Linked DNA regions of Sus scrofa: region 2 is linked to region 1. The links are chromatin contacts, called in public Hi-C maps. All regions are on one chromosome and are shown on one strand. The core of a region is the stretch at or near the end of the contact, and the rest is flanking DNA. Distances in the headings are between cores, read along the strand shown. Region 1 holds the start of BAMBI (BMP and activin membrane bound inhibitor). Region 2 has its middle 110 kb from the start of BAMBI.

Region 1 (7,564 bases), core at 3,028-5,527:
GGAGGGGCGAGGACATCCTGCAGCCCTCGGTAATTGCACATGTCTTCGTGACAGCATTCCAGCGTGGGGACGGCGGTGCCGGAGTGGTTTCGTGCCTGTTTGGCTTGGCAGATGTCTGCTGTGCTTGCAAGAGAGTCCAGACAGCCGTGGGTGAGAGGGGAATTTGGGTTCTGAGGATCGAGAAGCCTGGAGAAGCAGGCGCTCAGCTCAGATTTGCACATATAACCAGTAGCCACACAGTGGGCGGCATCACAGTAGCATCTGATTTCACCTGGAACAACAGCAAACAGCATGGGGGCAGTGAGTGAGAAGGAGTAGGCATCTCGGGTTAGTAGATGCAAACTATTCCATTTAGAATGGATAAGCAATGAGGTCCTGCTCTATAGCACAGGGAATTACACCAGTCTCTTGGGATAGACCATGATGGAAGATAATATGAGAAAAAGAATGTGTATATATATATATATATATATATGTATGTATGACTGGGTCACTTTGCTGTACAGCAGAAATTGGCAGAAGACTGTAAATCAACTATTCCTTAATTAAAAAAAATTTTTTTAAATAACTGCATCAAAGGCCTCCAGAGACCACCAGATCAAGCAACTCTCTGCTTCAGCAACGACTAAATCCCACATTTCAGACACCCACTCACTCTATAGAATATTCAGCTGAGGCCATAGAAGGGCAGCCCACGTGGGCTGGACAAGCCCTCTGTGCAAGCTGGTGCTTGCAGCCCAATGCAGGTAAATAGCAGTTTAGAGGAGAAATGTGTTAATCCCAGGAGCAGAGAATCAAAGTTGGACTGCGGTTTCAAGGATAAGTTAGCAAGTACTTAAAAATAACGCTTCTGTTTTTGAAGGAAAATAATTATCACAGTAACTTCTCTTACCACCAGGTAAATTACACTTTTTTATTCATTTTAATCCTACATGACCGTACAACAATGAAATGCTGGGCTTTTTGATTTTTTTTGTCAGTATAAATATTTGATCGGAACTGCTGAATTGTTTACTACCTCGAAGGCCTGTGCCAAGATTTAAGAGCTTTAGCTAACACCTTATAAAGTTATTAACTAGAAACACAACAATCTAGAAATTGCTCCGGTCAGGAGGTTTTAAAACTATGAAACTGGGCAATTCTTTGCAACCTCTCTAGAAAAGGCAAACTTTGCCTATAAAGATCTGTTCATGCAGGCAAGCTTTTAGTCAGTATATTGTAAAACAGGAACTAGGCAGTTTACAATTAGTGGTTTGCTTGCCAAAGTCAATTTCTTTCAGCCCAAATGGAAAGTCATAAAACTGGGGGGGCAGGGGGGAGGGGGTAAAAAAAAAAAATGGCAAGGCTCATTTCTCCTCCCCCTACCGGCCCCCCCACCATTTTACGTGTAATTCAACATGGGACCTAGAAGGGGAAACACTGAAACTGAAAATCCTCTGCTGGCTGAATGAAAAATCCTTAAGGAAACCTCAAATTTTTCTACAGGAAGTGATTAAAAGTTTCCTTTGTAAGACTTAGTTTGTGAGTCGCAAGGCACGGTGAACAGTTTGCTGCAGCACAAAGATCTGAGGGCTTTCACATGGAGTTGGGTTGAAATGATCTGGATCTGGGGGTCACCCCTCAGACGCTATCTGACCCGGTGGACCCCGGCCATTGTCACATGCCACAGCCGAAGCTATCTAAACGGAACGCACTGGTGAACACACCTCTCTCCAGCTTCCCCATCTGAAGTTCCAGTCTTGCTGCAGAAACCTCCGCTCTGAAATTAAACACCGGGCCCTGCTGGTACCAACTTCTTCCCACCCCTCACCTTTTTTCCTCCTCCTCTCCTGAACTGCCTGAGTAAGACGTCTTCTTTAATTACCTGTCCAAATTCCAGGCCACCGTAAGGCAACGCTCAGCTTTCACTAGCAGGGGCTAATGCTTCAGTTCTTGAAACACCAGCCAACTCAACACAGAGCGTTGGCAACCTGAGTGGAACCGTGCAGAGCCGAAGGTCTCTGCTCCCGTCCTGGGTCTGGGCCCAGGTCCCTTCTCCACAAAGCAAGACCTTCCAGTTAGAATCCTTGCCCCACTTGATTTTTTCCCTAAAGCTCACTTAAATGGTGATGACACGGAAATCTGACAAATTCCACATACAATGGTAAGTAGCAATAAAACAGATCCAGAGTCAAACCTCAATCCTGGATCACCTCGGACCTTGTGCAGAAAAAAAAAAAAAAAAAAAAAGAAAGAAAGAAAGAAAACCCAATACAAGTGAAAATGCTGCTTCAGTGTTGACGAGGGCCCATTTCGAATCCTAGATTTTCAAGGACCTAAACCAGTCTAATAAAATTTTGACAGGTAACTAGGAAAGTTCTAACAACTTTGCTTTTTTTTTAATTGGAGGCACATTTGAGCCAGTTGAATAGACTTTTGTGTTACTGTATTAAAACTATATTTCTGCCATTTCATAAAGTTTCTTCCTGTGGCGTGCCAAAGGCCAGGAGGGTATGGTATTTTGCAACAGGGAACAATGCCCTTCTGTGCGCCCCCCTTTCGTGTTACTGTATGTGGTGATTAAACAAAAATGTCTGCTTTAGTCAAGATGGCTACAGGAGAGCCTGCTGGCTTCTCTTAAAGCTTTTGAAGTCCGCAGCAGTCAGAAATCTCTGATCCCCTAATTATATCATTATCAGGCACATAGTTTCGGTATCTGTGACTTCATGTCAGCCTCAGTCCAGCCCCGTTCGGCCGGCCTTTGATAGGGCCAGGGGGCTCCCCTCTGCAGGCTGCAGAGGGCTGTTATTTAGGGTTAATTACACCCTTCCTTCCAAAATAAATAAATACTGTAGCACATCACCCTCGCTGGGCTAGCTTATCCTTTAACCTCATGCCTGCTACATGGCAATTAGAGAAAAGTGGGGGGAGGGCGGCTGTGCAAAAGCTAAAAAATGCTTCCTATTTTTAAAAAATTGTCTGTTCACAGAATAAACAGATAATTCTGTTTATTAGAGGTCATGGTGGGGGAGCTGGGGGAACCCTGAAAACCAGAGGGAGTTGTTGGGGTTATTTCCACCTAAGAGGTGAACGCCTACAGGAGGAAAAAAAAAAAAAAAGAAACTGACCCACTTCTTTTTTGGAGGGGGGGTGAGTTGAAGAGTGTTTATAAAATATGAGGTGAGTGGGAAATGGGACCGTTGACAGAGCCTACAGCTCCCAGCCACTGAGAAGCAACACAGCCCACACTCCTACACACAGACACACACCTGGGACACCTCCACTCCCAGGCTCACGAAGACACTAAGAGAAACACACAAAGACACTCACGAATGGAGACCCCTTTAAATACAGAAACACAGACGAATATCAACACACACTCAAATACAGAGATGCACACTCACAGCAGACACACTCAAATACAGAGATGCGCACACAACCGAGACATACAGACACAAAGACAAACTCAAATACAGACGCACACACAACCGAGACACTCAGACTCACACTCCTGCACGCAGATACTCAGCGCCAAACTGAGACACGGACACACACACGCACACACACTCGGGCACTGTGCAAAAGGGGCAGGGGTCTGCGGTGCCTCCTGGCCGCCCCCGCTCCCGGCTGCAGACGCTCGGAAGCTCACTATGGACAGACTTACACATTTTGACAAGCACTAGCCCTGAGGTCCGACTCCACCTCCACGCGCCGGGCCCGGGACACCGGGGAGGGGGGCGCGAACGCGGAACCCCCGCCGCGACCTCTAAGAACTGGCAACTTGTCGCGACCTGCGGGCTCCCGCGCGGGAGGCAACCTCGCCCGCCGCTAACAAAGCCTTGGCAGAGGGCGACCGAGGCGGGCGGTGACGGCCGCCCCCGGGACCCCGCGGTTCTCCCCAGCCGGCAGGCCGGCGGGCACCCACCTTTGGTGAGCAGCACGGCCATGGCGCAGAGTTCCAGCTGCAGCCAGACGAAGATGTAGCTGGAGTGGCGATCCATTGACGCCCCCCACGGCCGCGGCGCCCCCGCCGGCTCCCGGAGCCGCGGCTCAGCTGCAGCCTACGGCTCCCGGCGCACGCAGGGCATGGGGGCTGCCCGGGGCGCGGGATCGGGCCGCGGCCGGAACATGGAGCGCGGCCGAGGGGCGTGCCGCGCAGGATCTAACTCCGCAGCCCCCGCTCCTCCGATCAGCTCCGCTTGGCGCCGCGGTCGGGGTAGGCTCAGGCCTCCGCTCCCCTCGGCCCGCCACTCCGCGCAGACACCGCCAGGCGCGAGCTCCTGCAAGCGCTCGCCCGGCTCTGCCCGGCTCCGCGCCGTAAATAGCGCCCCGCGCTGGGAGCCGGCCGGCCCCGCTGCCCCACCCCGCCCCTCCCCGGCCGCGCCGGCGCCGCCCGATTGGCCGCGGGGCTCCAGTCACTCACCCCAGCCGGGGGCGGGCCCAGGCGCGGGCGGGGGCTGTGCCCCGGGGCCCCGAGCGGCGCCGGCGTCTGGGCTGCTGGCGGCGCCTGCTGTCTCCCGCGCTCCCCCTCGCGGAGGCCGCGCGTCCGTGACCTTCGGGAGCAGAGGGTCGAGCCCGGCCTCCGGCTCTGCCTCTGGCACCCGCCTCTGTGAGCCTCACAACCTTGGGCCGGCGTCTCCCTGCACGTGGCTTCCTTTTTGTTTCCCCGAAACACACGAGGGACCCGCGTGGCCACCTGGGGGCCCCTCTACGCCGCGCTGCGCGCCCTGGGGGCGGGGGCGGACCCCCGGCGCGCGCTCTCAGCCGTGGCGCCCCAGCAGAGCCCCGCCGGCTAGCGTGGGCCTGGGAGGGCGGCCCGCCCCATGGTGCTTCCAGCTTCCTCTTCCCCTCCCCTCCGAGCATCCGCCTCGCCCGCCGGCCCTGTGATCAATAAAGCCCAGACAGACAGACTGTTGATCAGTAGGAGCCGCTGACTTCTCCGGGGTAAACTGGGGCCGAGGAGCCGGCTACAGACACTTAACGAAAATTAGCAAATCCAAAAGCTCCCGGCGCCAGCGAGACGACCCAGGCCGACACCGACACTCAATTAACCACCCCCCAAACAGACGCAGGCAAACACAGTGGCCGACCCTGATCAATATCAGCCCCGCGGTGATCTCCTCTCTTAGATGCTAATTCATTTACTAGGACTTGGAGGGGGCGGGGGGGGGGGCGGTGCTGCCAGCCCCGAGGTACCTAAAGGCCGTCCTGGGGATTTTGCCGGGTGTTTTGTTTTGTTTTCTGGAGGGGAAATTCAGTTTGAAATTCTTATTTGAGGGAAGCTTTTTTCCTCCCCTGCCCCCAAAACCTGGCATTAACAAAAGTCAACCATTTGCAAAATTTTCTTTTATTAGAGTCAGCCAGCGTTTTCCGACCTGATAAAATGTCATCGGGTGGGGCGGGGGAGAAAATCGCGTTCAATGCTCAGGTGGGAGAAGTCAAGCTCTAGAGGAGCCAGAATTCAGGAATAGGCTTTCCGACTAAGAAAGAATGTGTATACATGTCTCCAGGACTGAAAATCAGGGACGAACTTTGTAAATTAAAGTTGTTGAAAGTCCACAGCGCTGCAGGATGTAGTTAATGAGATTGCTTTTGAGAAATAACATTTATATGAAGAAGAAAAAAAATAAACTGATTTCATAAACGAATGTCTGGACCCCAGCAGACGTTTTCAGAGGAAAATAAACTGGTCAGGCACCAGGTAAACAGCAGGTGTTTCCGAAGGGCACGCTGAGGAGGGGCTGGAGTAGCACGTCCTGCCATCTAATTCTTTGACAAGTTATCAATTCTAAGGGGTTTATACAGACAATACTTTTCTTGTCAAGACACTCTCTCTTTTAACTCGAGAGTCAATTATTGGCTAACAGGCAACTTTTCCACGTATATGCATGGAGTACCCACTGTAGGCCAGGCTCCCAGCTTGTGGGGTTAAAAAGATGTCAGAACTTAAAGAATAAATCACAAAAATAAATACATAGTAAATCACCACAGTGGAGTTGGAGGATGATAGAGATTGTGCGCCCAGGTACACTGCAAGAAAGATGGAAGAGGTAAGGAGTTCCTTGGTGACGTAGAGGATTAAGGATCCAGCAATGTCACTGCTGTGGCGCAGGTTCGATTACTGGCCCAGGAACTTCCCCATGCTGCGGACATGGCCAAAAACAAGAAAGAAGGAAGGAAGATAGAACGGAAAGAAAGAAAGAAAGAGAAAGAGTGAGAGAAAGAAAGAAAGAAAGAAGAGGGAAGGAAGGGAGCAAGGAAGGAAAGAAAGAAAGAAAAGATGGAAGGAAAGGAGGGAAGGAAGGAAGGAAGGAGGAAGGAAAGAAACTAGTCCGGGAAGGTAGAGAAGTCCAGAAGGCAGTGACTTGGGCATGATGCCTAAAGAATAGAAAGGGACCGTTCCACACAAAGGACCACAGGATTTTAGGCATGAAATTCATTGATTGCACTGGAGCCTGTGGGTGGTCAGGGATGGGTAGATGGGAGCTACGAGCAACTCCTTGTTGTTGGAGCATAAAATGTGACGCAAGGGGTAGGCAGAGAGGCACCAGAACATAACTATGTTTACCTGTGATGTAGATAAAAATATATGGTCTAGGGGACTGTGCTGATGAACCCTGTATTGTAGCAAACACTATCTGAGTGGCTCCCAGCCCACTTCAGAGAATGTCTCCTTTCTCTGGAGCCAGACTAGGGCGCTCTGCCCCTCTGGTGGTAACTAGTCATGTGACTTCAGCTGGACCTATTAAGGCTCTCTCTCCCAGGTCCCTAGAGATGCTGGTCAACCTCTAGAGGTTACTTCATGGGAGACAAACAACTTCAGAGTGCACCTGTCTGCAAAGCAAGAAAAAATGACAAAGATGTGCAGAGCAGCAAATGTAAATCCCAGCAGATTCTTGGTTACTGGGTTAACTCAGGCTCCTGGAAAAGGTCCCCCTTTTACCTAAGCGTCTTTTTCTTTCAACCCAAAGGGTTCAAACTACGGTGCTTATATTTTACTGAATTAATATCGCTGTTTGTTATTCCAGGATGTATACTTTTTTGGCTGCAAACATAACTCAGAATAAGAACATCGTGATCAGATGGTGATTCCACCTCTTTTGTTTTATACTATTAGCTTAATGGGAAGGCTTTTTTAAATGGCTAAAAATTAGTTTGAAGAGAAACAAGTCTCCATTTTGTCTGTGGTTGGTCAGGGATGGGTAGATGGGAGCTACGAGCAGACATGGACTTTTCAACTCAGTGAACAAGTGTTTGATTGAATCGATATGGAAAAATTACAATTGGTTTAGGAATAATATGTCACTTAATGAGGCCATGTCAATAGTTGAGAGAATATACAGCAATTTTAATTGAATTTAAGACTCAAGGAAAGCTGCTTCTCTATAGAATTGTACTTGTGTTTCATATATAATTTGGTTATTACTTTCCTACATGTAAGTGGATAAGTAAAGGGGAAAATAGTAAAAATCTAGCTGTTTTTATTTATTTTTTTAATCAACAAATGAAATCAATGGCCAAAATTCTTTTTACTGTTATAAAGGAAATTCAGAAAATATAAGCTGGGAATGAGCAATCTTTACCT
Region 2 (7,564 bases), core at 1,627-4,126, 110 kb before region 1:
CTGAGTAGTATTCCACTGTGTATCTATACCACATCTTCCTAATCCAATCATCTGTCAATGGACATTTAGGTTGTTTCCATGTCTTGGCCATTGTGAATAGTGCTTCAATGAACATGCGGGTGCATGTGTCTTTTTCAAGGAAAGTTTTGTCCGGATATATGCCCAAGAGTGGGACTGCTGGGTCTTATGGTAGTTCTATGTATAGTTTTCTAAGGTACCTCCATACTGTTTTCCATAGTGCTTGTACCGGCTTATATTCCCACCAACAGTGCAGGAGATTTTTACTTTCGACATGTACTTTCAAATTGACCTCCAAAAGACTACACCATCTTATACTCCCTCAACATGGAAAGCAACAGAATTTTTTAAAAATTTATAATCTAGGAGTTTCCATCATGGCTCAGGGGAAACAAATCTGACTGGTATCCATGAGGACGCAGGTTCCATCCTTGGCCTCACTCAGTGGGTTAGGGATCCGGCATTGCTGTGAGCTATGGTGTATGTCACAGATGGGGCTCAGGATCCCGTCTTGCTGTGGCTATGGTGTAGGCCAGCAGCTATAGCTCCAATTGGACTCCTAGCCTGGGAACCTCCATATGCCATGGGTGCGGCCCTAAAAGAAAAAAAAAAAGACAAAAAATAAAAATAAAAATATAATTTCTAATCTAATGGGTAAAACGTGATCTATCATTGTTACTTTGATCTTTATTCATTATTTCTGATTAAATATCTTTTGACATGTAAATCTGTCACTTTTATTTAGATCAGTGACTTAACTGTTTATATTTTTGCCTATGTTTCTGCTTTTTTCTTTTTATGATTTACTTGTATGAGTTCTTTATATATTATGAATTATCACCTTTATTACGTACCTTACAGATATTTTACCGCAAATTGCTCTTTGTATTTTATATATTTCACTGTACTAAAGCTTAATAATTAATGTAGTTTTAAAAAAAAACTTTATCTTATATGGTTTCTAGGTTTTGTATCTCACATTAAAAAGACATTACCCATCTAAGAATTAACAAAGAAAACAAAAGTGCTGTTCTTTCTAACACTTTTATAGGTTTTCTCTAAAGTTAAACCATACACCATAGCCACAGCAAGACGGGATCCTGAGCCCCATCTGTGACATACACCATAGCTCACAGCAATGCCGGATCCCTAACCCACTGAGTGAGGCCAAGGATGGAACCTGCGTCCTTTCTCTAAAGCTCCCTAATCCTTGTGAAATATGTTTTTATACATATGGTAAGACATACCATTTATTATCCTGACACTGTTTATTGAATGGTCCTCACTTATTCATAATTTGAAGCGTTAGCTTTGTTTTAAATACTAAATTCCTACATAAACATACATGGAACCATTTATAGACTCTTTGTTCCACGGATCTATTTTTCTATTCTTGTGTTAAGAACACATTGTTTTAATTACTACCATTTTAAAGTATGTTTTGATATAAAATTAGATAAATCTCCTATCACTGTTCACCCCTTTCCAATAAACTTCTGATTAATCTGTGTATTTTCTAGTCTATATAAACTTGAGGTTCAGCTTGTCAAGTTTTATAAAATATCCCCTTGCAGTTTTTCTTAGGATCACATTGAATTAAGGGATTATCCGGGGGAAGAACTGACACCTTTACAATTTGGGGTCTACAATCCAATGTGGTGTGTATCTGCTTATTCAAGTTTTCTTTTGTCCCTCATTAAAATGTTATGATTTTCTTCACATTAGGTTTATTTCTAGATTTCTTTTTACTATTGCAATTAGAATATTTTCATGGCATTCCCTATTTATTGACAGCACATTAGATTACTAATTTTTCATCTATTCATTCAGCAAGAACTTGCTAACTGCTCACTAATTGCACCCTGCAATTCTCCCTGTCTACTGTAGGGCTCACTATTTGGGGCACTCTTCTGTCTACTGTAGGTATGCAGACAAATTATTGATTTTTGTATTGTTAAAGGATAAACTGAGGCATATTAAAATTCTTAAGAGTTTTGTTTTGTTTTGTTTTTTCTTTTTAGGATCGCACCTGCAGCATATGGAAGTTCCCTGGCCAGGGGTCAAATCAGAGCTGCAGCTGCAGGCCTATGCCACAGCTACAGCTACAGCAACACTGGATCTGAGCTACATCCACGACCTACACTGCAGGATGCAACACTGAATCCTTAACCCACTGCGCTAGGCCAGAGATCCAATTGGCATCCTCATGTAAACTAGGTAGGGTTAATACACTGAGTCACAATGGGAACTCCAGAGGTTTTGTTTTGTTTTATTTTGTTTTTGTTTGTTTGTTTGTTTGTTTTTAAGCAAAATCAATTCTCATGAGGCTGCCAAACCAGCAGGGTTTAGGAGAGCTCCACTCCGGGGAGCCAGGGAGGACTTTTACAGAGAAGATGCAGAGGCAAGGTGAACAAATTATTTGATTGGCTGTGGCGAGGTTTTGCCTTCTTTGATTGGCTGTTTGGGGTTAGGTATCCTTGGACATGTTTCTGGACCTTGAAATATCTTCCAGCTTGGGTTCGGATTTGTTTTCTTAACCTGCTGAGGTTTGAGAGTCACCTCAATCGCAGAGCCCGCTTGTTTAAGCCATTTAGTAGTTTTGATCATCTCCATGAAAAGCTCCAGGATGAAATTATCAGTGAAGAAATCCTAATAACGGAGGCAACTGGACACACAGGCGAGAAGTTTTAAAGGAAAAGCAAAAGGTTTAGAATAGCTTGCGTCCGTTGTGAGCCACATTCTTAGGGTCCTCTCTGCAAAGTCACAGGAGAGAAACCTCTTCACTACTGAGGGGTGGGGAGGGTTGTGCTGTCCCTGCGGTCACATGCTTCTTCCTCACCAGGAACCGGAAATAGGCACACCCCCCCGCCCCGGTATCTTCCCCCCACCGCCTTTATTCTGCAACTGTTGACAGAAAACTCGGGAGTGAACTTGCTCGGTCAACCACAGCGACTTCATTATTCTGGCTCGTCTCTCCCCACCTACACGATGCGGAGTTTGCTTTTCTTTATATGCTTTATTTGTATGTGCAATAAATTGCTTGATCCCCTGAGAAGCAAGGCACAGAAGAGGAGGAAATATTTCTAAAGCATCTAGGACGCCAGTCGGTATATGACAGATTTCAAAAGGACCTTTCCTTTGAATGCCTGAGACGCCGAAGGGCAAGGTCCCTCAGCTCCGCCCGCCCCCCGCCACCGCCCCGCCTTCCAGCCCCCCAGCCCCCCAGCCCAGGTTCGGAGCCAGCCTTTCCGTGCTGAGAACCAGCCTCTCTGTTCTGGGGCTGTTCCGCTTTCCCCTTCTCAGCCGCCAACTAGGTTGTTGTTAGACCACAAAAGACAGAGAGATCTTGAAGCCTTTCATCACGAAGACTGCATTTTCTGGAGGTTTTTGTTTTGGGGGGTTTTTTGGTTTTGGGTTTTTTGGTTTTTTTGTTTTTTTGTTTTCCCTCCCCCTGAATGTTTGTAGGAGGAAAAGAGGGAGGAACCTTCTCTCAAAGGCCCAAAAGAGTTTTCAAGTTGCGTGCTCAGGGCAAACAACTTTTCTTGTTCTGTTTATCTGTTTTGGCCCCACAGTTTTGAATGACTCAGACGTTAAAAGACAATTCAGTTCTGGAGGAGGGGCCCCCTTGGGGGTTGTTGCTTTAAGTCTTAAAATTGTGAGGCTTGGATGACACAAAATGCCCAGAGAGGCTGGGAACCCATTTTTAACCTAAACTAAAGGTTTGCATTTTTTTCCATTTCCCTGCCTCCTCTCTAGCCCCGCCACCCACATCCCACACCCTCCAACTAGGCTTTTCTATTGCAAATGATCAGAGACCGGATTTGAATAAAAGCAGCAGCTATTTCCTCTGCTCCCAGACCTGCATCCCTGTTTGAGCTACTCTGCACCCTTAGCACCAGTTGTGAAATAAATAAGCTTATCTGACTCATGGAATTTGAGTCAAGGAAAATTACAAAATAATAGATTAAAAATAAAGAGGTTCGTTGTGCGTTTATGAAAGGCGTCACTAGGTGAATACCTGGCCTTTAGATTTTTATTTCATTAGGCTTGAACAAGAGAACAATAAATAACAAAGGATTTATACACCCCCCTCCCCAAAAAAGCAATCGGGACAAACTTTGCCACAGATTTTTGACCCTTAAATCATTCAGAACCCAGAGTGTACAAGAGCTAAATTCCATCAGATGGACAGAAATGGTTCTTTAACTGCAAACATTTCTAAAGGAATCAACTGACCAATTTTCAACCCAAGGAGCTAAGGAGAACTCTTCCATTGGATTTATTGAATACCAGGCATCATTATTTAAAACGGATTCCTGCATTTGGCTCAGATTGCTGGATTAGTATGCTTTTTCCTTTTTTTTTTTTTTTTTTTTGCCACTGACGACGTCCAAAGTGGCAGAAGACGGGAGAAAGAAGACCTGTCAGCCCTTTTCATCCTCTCTCCTTAAGAATGTCTTTTTCCCTCAGCCTGTTTATTCATGCATAGCATTTCACCGGCCTACAAAAGTTATGCCTGTACACTGTAGGCATTTTGGAAAATACTGACAATCACAGGGAAGACAATTTAAATCATCTGTTTTGCCAGCACCCATCAATAACCACTATTAATAGTTTAGGGTTGGGTTTTCTAGCCTTTACTTCTCAGTGTATGTTAGTATTCTTCACAAAAAATGAGAACGTGCCCCTTGCTTTTCCATAAACCATTAAAAAGCCTCACCATAATGGTTGCAATTAGATCCCATCCCATATGCAACAGAATTTTTTCAAACCATCCCCCTCATGGAGCCTTTGAATTGTTCCTGGTGGCTCAGTTAAGCATGGAGGACACGGTTAAAGACGTGAACAGTATACAGCATATCCTAACTCATCCCCAAGTGACCTTTCCACCTCTCTGACCAGGCAAGCTTCTGGGACACAGATATGACAGGGGAAAAGAATGACAGGAATATATTTTACACTTTTGGAGGGAGTTGGCTAAATTAGAGGGCAGTGTCCGTATTTAAAATGTCAACAGCTCATTGGCTAACTATACAGAGAAATAACTGGGTTATTTTCCTCCAAAGGGGGAAAAAATTTCTCTCTGGAGCTCTAAACTGGTACAGTCACTATAAAAATACTCTTGTCCCTTTTCTCTAAAAAAGTGCAAGGAAAGATCACTTGAAACTTTACATCCCTTTTCAATGCAGTAAACTAACATTTGACAGTCTCCCCGCCCCCCCAAGTCACCTCCTCCATAAAACTGCCTCCTGGGTCTCCTCTTAGCCCATCCCCCTCCTCACTGGCTCTGCTCTTGTTTGACGCAAAATCATCAGTTTCTGCTGGGTTAGGGTGATTTTCAACAACCCTTCTTTACCCCCCCACCCCCACCCTGTTTCCTTCCACAAGGGTCCCTGTCTGATTCAGCTTGGTAGCTCTTCGCAGTGGGCACTCAATAAATATTTGTCAAATGATTCTTGCAAGGCACCTCAGTGAGGGTCCCGGGAGGTTTTTTTGGTTTTTTTTTTTTTTTTTTTTCTTCATTTAGGTCTCTCACGGGCTGGAGGCCACAGTTTAACAAAGCCAGGGCAAGGTCAAGGGTGCCCGAGAAGGCAGCTTTCAAGTTGAGTCATGAAAGGCGATGTTAATTACCGACATGGGCCATTGAGAAGGAAGAAAAATGCTATCTCTTATTAATTTTGGTGCAGTGGACACGCTCTTGTCAGTGGCTAATGGTTAACAAAGCTGTTCTTTTCTGAAGACGGAGCAGGAAAATCTCAGAAAAGGACCTGGGGCTGCCCACAGGGCAGCCACCAGCTTCCTGCCCCCACACATCAGTGTCTGGGCTGAGATAACGTGTCTGACTTTTGTTTGGGCTTTCTGTTCCTGGATAAAGTTCGACGGAAAGCCATCCCCGAGAGGTTCAAGGGTTCATTTGTACCAAGATGTTGAGGACAGGCTTACCGGGGAGCCTCGGTCACACACAGGCTCCTGCTCAGGACGCAGGAATCAAGTTTACATGTTAATGGGGCGGGGGAGGCGGGCGGGGGTGGGGGTGGAAAAGAAAAATCAGCTTGTGAAAGAGGCATGCCTTCTCCCGTTAGTGGGAAACGCTAATTTAATCAAGAAGAAAGGGTTTGTGGAAACCGCACTCTCCCTGGGACTTTAGCCTGCTGGATAATGTTGGGTGGACATTCATAAGCGCTTCTCAAGTGCCCCCGTGCTTTCCGTCTGAACACTGGTTTTGGCAGTTGTGAACTTTAAGTGGACGCATTTAAGCTGATCAGAGGAAACAGGCTGACAGTGAGCTGATTAGAAACCTCTTAGAGACCCTCCTTTGAAAGAGGGAAAGGAGTTCTTAACTTTTTTTTTTCCATCCGCTTTGGAGAGCGACCCCCCAGCCCACTCCACCCCACCCCCCAGCCCGGAATAAAGGAGGGAGGATGGGCTGGGGGTGGGGGGATGCGGGGAGGAAGAAAGCATCCATTTCGAACCCGTAGAAAAACAACCTCCTTGCCAGACCTTTGCCAACCTTCCTGTTCTTGTCAAGCTCGGCTCTGAGGGAATGTTTGAAGATAACAGGAGAGGAAATCATGAAATGATATGGCGAGGCCGAGCTAGACTTGAAAAGACAAGTGCAAGCTGTTTCCTTGACCTGGACTTATCTCCCGCTGCCAAAAAAGAACCATCTATCAGAGAGCCATAAATAGGTTAGGAACCTCAGGGGGAAATGCTGCTTTTAACAATAAAACAATGATATCGGGGGGTTTGTTGAGAAAACGGCAGCCTCTTCCATAAGGCGCTCGAAAGTGTGCTTTTGTTTCCGGGGTTGGAAAGGTGCGGGGGGGGGGGGTGACTCCTTTCAAAATGCTGAATGTTTATCAGGAGTGAGGAGAAATGTTATAAACATATTAGCGGTCAGAGGGAACATTTCAAAACCTCTCTAGGGAGAGGTTGCTGACAACAACGTCCATACAGGAAAAGATTCCACTGCGAATTCTAAATAAGTGAGTAAGTTGCTTCTTGGCTTCCACAGAGCCCTTATCAGCAGCAGCAAGTCCAGGTTAAGGATTTGCTTTCCAAGCTGATAGCCCAGAGCTGACTTAAAATTAAGCGGGGGGTGGGGGTTGGAGGTTTGAGGATGGGGGGGCTTGGGACCCCGTGGGAAGAAGCCTGCAAATCTGACCCCCTTTAAGATGCTCCGCAGAGTCTCTGGGTTGCTGCCTGTAAGAACAGCCAGTCCGTCCAGACCTTAAACTGAAAATGAAGTTTACAAATTAGCTCTGAATAAATACGATCGTACCCCATGGCTTGGGGCTATAGCTTTCCAAGTGAAGGCAAATTTGAAAAAGACGCAGTTCAGCTCCTTCATACACAACCAGACCAAGCTGACCTAAAACTGACATCTTTCTTTCAAACCAGCAAGGTGATGTCATGATTTTCATTGCCACCCCTCCCCAAACCAACCACCTGTGCCTCTTGAAAAGAGGCAGTTCTAAAGGAGGAAGAAAGAGGGAGTCAAAATATAAAGGAAAAAATCGTTTTAAGTTTAAACCAGCAAGTGATA

Evidence for each region. A called contact is a pair of places that touch in the nucleus more often than the background predicts.
Region 2: a Hi-C map of epiblast stem cells shows a contact between it and region 1, with 1.8 times the contacts expected there. The contact joins the enhancer-like site here to the promoter of BAMBI in region 1. A contact is called at or near these places in 8 of 47 Hi-C or Micro-C datasets (embryonic fibroblasts, epiblast stem cells, fetal heart ventricle and 4 more) and 1 of 2 datasets of contacts at active chromatin or transcription factors (skeletal muscle).

What each region holds. Positions count from the first base shown.
Region 1 is chr10:40,050,081-40,057,644 of Sscrofa11.1, reverse strand. BAMBI (BMP and activin membrane bound inhibitor) reads right to left here and starts at 4,277. Exons shown (of 3, transcript NM_001201485.1): 1 at 3,905-4,277; 2 at 1-271. The coding sequence starts at 3,980.
Region 2 is chr10:40,157,808-40,165,371 of Sscrofa11.1, reverse strand. No RefSeq gene overlaps it. Among named protein-coding and RNA genes, the nearest start is that of BAMBI, 110 kb to the right of the region's middle. Within about 2 kb of position 2,876, at least 37 of the 83 cell types and tissues checked have an H3K27ac peak or open chromatin away from gene starts, as enhancers often do. A contact at or near this core is called in epiblast stem cells, liver, omental adipose tissue and 2 more, where this site is marked.